2 separate regions of the Sus scrofa genome follow, and region 1 is linked to region 2. The links are chromatin contacts, called in public Hi-C maps. All regions are on one chromosome and are shown on one strand. The core of a region is the stretch at or near the end of the contact, and the rest is flanking DNA. Distances in the headings are between cores, read along the strand shown.

Evidence for each region. A called contact is a pair of places that touch in the nucleus more often than the background predicts.
Region 1: a Hi-C map of liver shows a contact between it and region 2, with 5 times the contacts expected there. The contact joins the promoter of PYROXD1 here to the promoter of GYS2 in region 2. A contact is called at or near these places in 2 of 47 Hi-C or Micro-C datasets (epiblast stem cells and liver) and 1 of 2 datasets of contacts at active chromatin or transcription factors (alveolar macrophages).

The regions. Positions count from the first base shown.
Region 1 is chr5:52,018,983-52,022,831 of Sscrofa11.1, reverse strand. PYROXD1 (pyridine nucleotide-disulfide oxidoreductase domain-containing protein 1) reads left to right here and starts at 1,988. Exons shown (of 12, transcript XM_021092253.1): 1 at 1,988-2,208. The coding sequence starts at 2,125. It also overlaps a transcript of SLCO1A2 not described here.
Region 2 is chr5:51,860,957-51,864,817 of Sscrofa11.1, reverse strand. It overlaps GYS2 (glycogen synthase 2), which reads right to left and starts at 1,866. Exons shown (of 16, transcript NM_001195511.1): 1 at 1,492-1,866. The coding sequence starts at 1,609.

The DNA.
Region 1 (3,849 bases), core at 739-3,238, 160 kb before region 2:
AAACTAAGGCTTAGGTGGGGAAGTAACTCACTAAAGATCACATAATTAAGGAAATGCTAGCACCATACTTGACTAAATCATTAACTACTGCATAAAATTTCATTGTTCTTTCCCAATTTTCAGTCAGCTCCATAAATTAATCTAAATTCTCTTATTTTAGATATTTCTGTAATCAGCTTAGTAAAGAATTGGAAGCTAGGTTTTCATTTAATAGTTTAAAAGTCAGAGATGACATTTAAAAAAAAAAAAAAAGTTAAGGAAGTAGAAGTAGCAAGACAAAGAGGGTTTAATTCCCTTCAATTTTTCCAGATTATTCCTAAACTCCTCAACTATTTTTTTTTCCCTCTTTCTTTTTGCCATCTCCTATATTTCCTGTACTCACTTCTGCCATGAAACTTTTGGTAGTTGAGATATTTCCTGTTGGGTGGCCAGATAGCTCCTCTGAACCCATCCAAAGGCTACTGAGCCTTGGAGATTCAGTATAAATCCTGCCTTCTCTGAAGCTGACCTTGTCTACTCCAGACTCCAAAGGCATACACCATAATATTTAGCAAAAAACTGGTCTGAAGATACAGAGAGGGAAAAGTAATAATCCCTGAGATTAAGGAGTTTGTGGTTGGAGGGGGGAGAGGAATCAGACCCACATCAGATTAAAAAAAAGTGTTTTAACTCTGAATTCAGGGGATGACAAGGGACTATTGGAACACAGAGAGGATACCTGCCTCAGTCTTAAAGAAATTAGATAAAGCTTCTTAAGGGAGGTCATGGATGGTTGAACCAAAGGTCAGCGGGGAATTAGCTAGGGAAAACCCATTGGGAAAGAGTATTAAAGAAAGAGTTATGTGCAAATGCTCAGAAAAGAAAGAACATACCTATCCTGGAAGCTGCAAGCGTGGTTCTAGCTAAAGCACAGTGAGTTGAATGAGATCCAGTGAAAACAGAGGTAAGAGAAGTAAACAAGACTCGATCTATACAGGTTTAAAGTACATTCTCCTCCTCCTCGAAATGCATTATTTGGTTGCCTAAGCTAGTAACAGGAATTAGAGTTGCTTATTTAACTGCCTACTATTTAACTTATTAAATCAAAGCACAATCATTATTAGGGATATCAGTAAATATCTGTAATTAGATGTGTTAGGTTTTCCTGTTATACAGCCTGGTTATTTCCAGAATTTAAGAATTAAAGGGGGACTGATAATTCCCAGTTTTGGAATGAGCCATTTAGAGAAATAGCACCTTCTTAATATTATAATACAACCCCCAGGGGAAGGATTATATTAGACAGCGAAGGTAATAGAAAATAGTAAAATAATGTAAAATAGTAAATACTGCAATAATTTGAATATCGTAAAAATAATTTTTACAAATTAGATTGGGAATATTTAATTCAGTCTTCACAGATGTTATTTACTGGAAACTGGGGAGGAAATGGTGGTTTATTTTTACAAAGTGGCGAGCAACTCTATATACTGCAGAAATTTATCGTTGAGATCAAAATTGTCAACGGGAACAACTTCTTAGAGAACAATCCATAGTATTGCTTTGCCTTGATTCATGTGTCTATGAATAATTTGCTTCCAAAAGGTAAAATCTTAGATTGCTTGGTTAAGGATAGGGAAGGATGATGTTCCTTCTACCATTGAGTTTTAAGAGTTGAACTATGTTTAACCTCCCGCAGGAACCAACAGTGAGAAGTTCAGAGCAGTTCATTGATTCTAAGAACGCGCTGCCCCGTGAGAACACTGATCTGTCTTAGACAACCTGTTAAGGCTCTTTGAACAACCCATCTACTTTACTTTGGCTTTTGTCATATCAAACCTACGTGGAAAAAAGACATTTAGCAGCGGTGATAATAACGCAAAGCCCTGCAATCAACAAGCCGCCTCTGCGCTTAGGAACCGCAGCCCCAGCAGATAAGCGAAGAGACTAAGTATGAGCTCCCGGGCACCCGTACCTCGGATTCTCAGGAGCGCGAAGGGAATAAGTGTGAGCTCCGAGGCACCCGTACCTCGGACTCTCAGGGGCAAACGACGGAAGTGGTCGCCTGGCGCCGCTCCCTCTCCCGAAATCCAAACTTTTTTGGCTCCACCACTGTTGTCTGCAAACCGCTGGAGGTCCGAGAGCATGGAGGTAGCGCGCTCGCCCCCTACAGCAGGGAAGTTTGTGGTGGTCGGCGGTGGCATCGCGGGCGTTACCTGTGCGGAGCAGGTAAAGCAGGCGCGCAGGCTTCTCCCTTCTCCTCGACCCCGGCGGCGGTGGCGCTCGGGGTTCCCTCCTGCCGCCTTTCCTAGTCCTTTTTCCAGGTAGCTTTCTAGCCGCTTTGTTTTTCTCCCTTCACTCATTCCGGCTCCCAAGTATTGTAGAGTGTGTCGTGGCCGTCAGGTGACATCCTTAGTACCTCTCAAGCTTCGCTTCAGGCGCTGAAAGGAGAGGTGGCGAGCAAGTTATTAGCGGGGAAACTAAAGCAGAGTGAACCCGCTTCTGGTCCTAGTAATAGCGGAGCAGACCGGGGGTTGGGGGGGCTAGGGGGTGGGAGGGGTTATAACTAGGAAGTACTTGGTCGGAAAATTCAGCCCCTTTTCTTAAATTAGCTGATTGAATTCCGCTTCCGCCTAAATTCCAGGTCCGTAGTGCATCATAACTAAGAGATAACTAAGTGATAATCTCTTACGTAAGTTTCCTGTACTTGGCACTCCCAAGATACTATAGATATGTCATCTATAGTAATGTTTTGTAAAACAGCCAGCAAGGGATTAAATACAGCGAGGGAATAAGTTTCTGATTTACAGTGACTAGTCAGACTACATATATACATGTATTCTAATAAAGAATGGGTTATTTCGCTGGTAAAAAGTAAACATAAGTAGTCACTGATGTCATAAGAATTTGAAGTATTTTTCCTCAACTCTTAATCTTGGGATGTGTATTTTTCATTTATTCACCAAGTAAACACCTATAATCCAGTCACTGTACTAATGGCTGATCAGATAAATACAGAGAATGGTACCTCCTTTTTAGAGACCCACAGGGTAGTGGAAGAGACATGTAAATTATTTCCTCAGTGTGTTTGGTATCTTAGGGGTGCCTTTAGAGTTGGTAAGTAGTAAATTAGGGGAGAAGTATCCTTTCTCACAGTAGATGTCCTTTTGTCTTACAGGCATAGCTCATTTTATTGCACTTTGATTTATTATACTTCACGTTGCATTGTTTACAAGTTGGAGGTTTGTGGCAACCCTGTCCAGCAAGCCTTTTAGGTGCCATTTTTCTGACAGCATTTGCTCACTTTGTGACTCCGTCATATTTTGGAAATTCCTACCAGTATTTCAGACTTATAAATCATTCTGTTTGTTATGGTGATCTGTGATGAGTAATCTTTGATGTTACTATTGCAAAAAGATTGCAACTCACTGCAGACTCAGATGATGATTAGCATATTTTAGCAAAGTATTTTTTAATTAAGACGTCCATTTTTCTTTTAGAAATAATGCTGTTGTGCACTTAATATTGACAACTGTATAATGCAAACATAACTTTTATATGCACTGGGAAACCAAAATTGCATGTGACTTGCTTTATTGCATTACTCACTTTATTGCAGTAGCCTGGAACTGGACCCATAGTATATCTGAGTTATACCTGTATAGAAGAATGAGTAAAAGTTTACCAGGTAGACAAGAAAAGACAGACATTCCAAAGAGATTCCACCTGTAATCTCAGGTGGAAAAGCATGGCATTATCTGGAAGAAGAAAGCTGAAAGCATGTGGTACATAAAGGACAAAGACTGGCAGATACATAAAGGATCTTGTAGTCAAGTTAAGAATTTAATAAGAACTTATAAGTAGTTGAAC
Region 2 (3,861 bases), core at 617-3,116:
TCTGAAATAAACATGTCATAAAATTATTTTTAATGAACATGTAATATATCACATTACAAGTTATCAATTCCATCCTTTAAATTCCTTTCCCCCATCAATCATTTGGCCTGGTTCTTTATGACCTTGAAAAACTCAGCCTTCAGAACTGTTACTTTTCTTTACCAATATTCCTTTAATATTAGTGTTAACAACCCTGACACTTTTCAGCTAGACAATATTAATACACAAGGAATTTTTTTAAATAATTTTTCTGATATTTTCACCATAAAAATCATTTAAGTCAGAGTTCTCTACTTTGCCTTCTCCAATCCAATACAAATGAGATCATACCTTATTGAGGAATTATTTAAATTTTGTCAATTTGATTTCTTTTCAGGAGTTCCTGTCGTGGCGCATGGGAAACAAATCCAACTAGGAACCGTGAGGTTGCAGATTCAATCTCTGGCCTCACTCAGTGGGTTAAGGATCTGGCATTGCTGTGAGCTGTGGTGTAGGTTGCAGACATGGCTGAGATCCTGTGTTGCTGTGGCTGTGGTGTAGGACAGCAGCTATAGCTGCAATTGGACCTTTAGCCTGGGAACCTCCATATGCTATGGGTGCCGCTCTAAAAAGCAAAACAAATTAAAATAAAATTAAAAATTTTTAAAAATTGATTTCTTTTCTTATTTTATAATTTCTCTGTATATATAGTATTAAAGAAAAATTCCAGGCATTCTTCTTCTTCTTCTTCTTTTTTTGTTTTTTGTCATTTTGCCATTTCTTGGGCCACTCCCAAGGCATATGGAGGTTCCCAGGCTAGGGGTTGAATCCGAGCTGTAGCTGCCGGCCTACACCAGAGCCACAGCAACGCAGGATCCGAGCCGTGTCTGCAACCTACACCACAGCTCACGGCAACGCCAGATCATTAACCCACTGAGCAAGGGCAGGGATCGAACCCGCAACCTCGTGGTTCCTAGTCGGATTTGTTAACCACTGCACCACGACGGGAACTCCCAGGCATTCTTCTTAAATAGAAGCTTCTGAGTTGCTTCTGAGTTAAAACTTTAATTCCATGTTAACCTTGAATTATTATAAATGTCTAATAATTTGTATACTGACTAGCAGCATATGGAGTTAAAGTTTCTACTCGGTCCTGATAAAATACCGTTCTTCCTAAAATATAGTACAAAACTGTGCTGAGAAAAATCATAAAACCAAAAAAAGAAAAATTAACTGTGTATTATTGTTTTGTCGTAATACGAATTTCAAAATTTTTTTAAATGCACATTCCCTGGCAACGACTCATATTTTCAACTTTTCCTGCAACACATACACACGTCTAAGTTTTCATTGCCTGTTGAAATGTACAAGGTTAAATGTAATCTAAACATATTCAGTTTGAACATTTTCCTTATTCGCTGGCAATTCATTCTCTCTAGAGAATGTGAAATCCCAATCTATGTACATTCTCCGGCAGTCTGGCAACTAGTCTCCTCAGGGTGCCGTACTAACCTTTATTGGTCACTTCCCAAGACACTTCAAAGAGCAGTAAATCTTCCACAGGAAGCTCAGCTTCCCACCGAGGCAGCCCACCCAAGGATGTCACCGATAGGGACCGGCCTCGAAGCATTCTTCCTTCAGTTCTCTGACGCTGGAAGCCCTCTTTCAAGGAACTGCAATCCTAGGTGCACTTGATGCAGGGATTCAGAGCTGGTAGATCACAAGCTTTGGTAGCTTCTCAGAGGAATAAACCAGCAGAAAGAAATCCGCTGGGCTTCCCACAGAATTCCCAATTGAAGGTGGAATTCTCTGTTCCTTATACAGTCTTTCTGGGAAGGTCCAGTGAGGACACGATCTCCAATCAATATCTACCCAAACAGCCCAGAACAGTCACAAGTAAAAACCCCCCGGTTTTGGGGCTTAGGTAAGCACCCATGAGGAGAATGGAATCCTCAGAGGCTGATCATGACGTGAGTCCAGACCTTTAGCCCTTGTCCTCTTGACCAAAATCCTAGACCCACACAGTCACCAGTGCTGATTTCATCACTTCCAAAGTGACCCAAGAGTAGCAATTCCCCTTATAAAGCTTGCAGATGATTCCATTTTATTTTTTTTATTTTTTATATTTTAAAATTTTATTTTATTGAAGTATAGTTGATTTACAATATGTTAATTTTTGCTGTCCAGCAAATTCAGCTAGCCAGCTAGATATAAATATACACTCATTTTCATATTATTTTCCATTATAATTTATCACAAGATACTGAACGTAGTTCTCTCTGCTATCCAGTATGACCTTGCTACTTATACAGTCTATATAGAGTAGTTCGCATCTGCTAATCCCAGAGTCCCAGTCTATCCCTTCCCTAGCCTTTCCCTCTTGGAGACCACTAGTCTGTTCTCTATGTGCAGACCATTTTAGGTTACACATAGAATTGAGTGAGACAGGAGTTCCCTTCATGACTCAGCGGTTAACAAACCTGACCAGGACTCATGAGGATGACAGTTCGATCCCTGGCCCCACTTGGTGGGTCGGGGATCCTGCGTGGCTGTGAACTGTGGTGTAGTTTGCAGATGCGGCTTGGATCCCGAGTTGCTGAGGCTGTGGTGTAGGCCGGCAGCTGTAGCTCCGATTTGACCTCTAGTCTGGGAACATCCATACGCTGCAGATTCAGCTCTAAAAAGCAAAACAAAACAAAACAAAACAAAGAATTGACTGAGACAGTTTCTAAGCCTTTAATCCGTTTAGATTTCCTAAATATTATTTTTTTGATTCTCATTTCTAGATCATTAAAAAAATTATTTTGGAGTTCCCATCCTGGCTCAGCGGAAGAGAATCTGACTAGGAGCCATAAGGTTGCGGGCTTGATCTCTGGCCTCGCTCAGTGGGTTAAGGATCTGGCATTGCTCATAGATGCAGCTCACATCCTGCATTGCTGTGGCTGTGGTATAGCCCAGCAGCTATGGCTCTGATTCGATCCCCAGCCTGGAACCTCAGTGTGCAGTGGGTACAGCCCTAAAAAAAAAAATTATTTCTAGTTGTTTTATTTTACATTGACAAATTATATTTTGATAATAGGCATTGATCTTCGTTCCCCTTTCCTTAATTACTTTTCTAAAATATTCCTTCTGAATGGAGTTCCCTGGTGGCTCAGCAGGTTAAGAATTGCATTGTTGCTGCTGCAGCTTGGGTCACTGGTGTGGGTTCGATCCCTGTCCCAGGAACTTCTGTGTGCCTCGGGCATGGCCCAAAGAAATTTCCCTATGAAAAAGTATAAATGCCAGCATTTCTCTCTTTTTTTTTTTTTTTTTTTTTTTTTTTTGGTCTTTTTAGGGCCACACCCATGGCACATGGATGATCCCAGCCTAGGGGTTGTATCAGAGCTAAAGCCATCAGCCTACACCACAGCCATAGCAATGTGGGATCTGAGCCGCATCTGTTGCCTACACCACAGCTCAGGGCAATGCCAGATCCTTAACATATTGAGTGAGGCCAGGGATCAAACCCTCCTTCTCATGGATCCTATTTGGGTTCGTTAACCATTGAGCCACAACAGGAACTCCAATGCCCGCATGACTTTGAGTATAACATAAAAAGAAAGTAATTTTAACAGATCAATGATCATCAGACCACCATTTTAATGAGGTTGTAGAAATTAATTTTAGTCATATTTGTACATTTACCTCAAATATTATCAACTTGATAATATGTGTTTGTATTTATATAAATATGCATGTGCTAATTTACTTATACACAGAGATATATCTTATATTGTTCCTAGAAAAAGACATTCAGAAAGTATGCTTAGTTTTGAAATACCTTACTTTACAGATTTAGCCTACAATCAGTATTTTTACATTATTATTCCAAATAGCAACAGA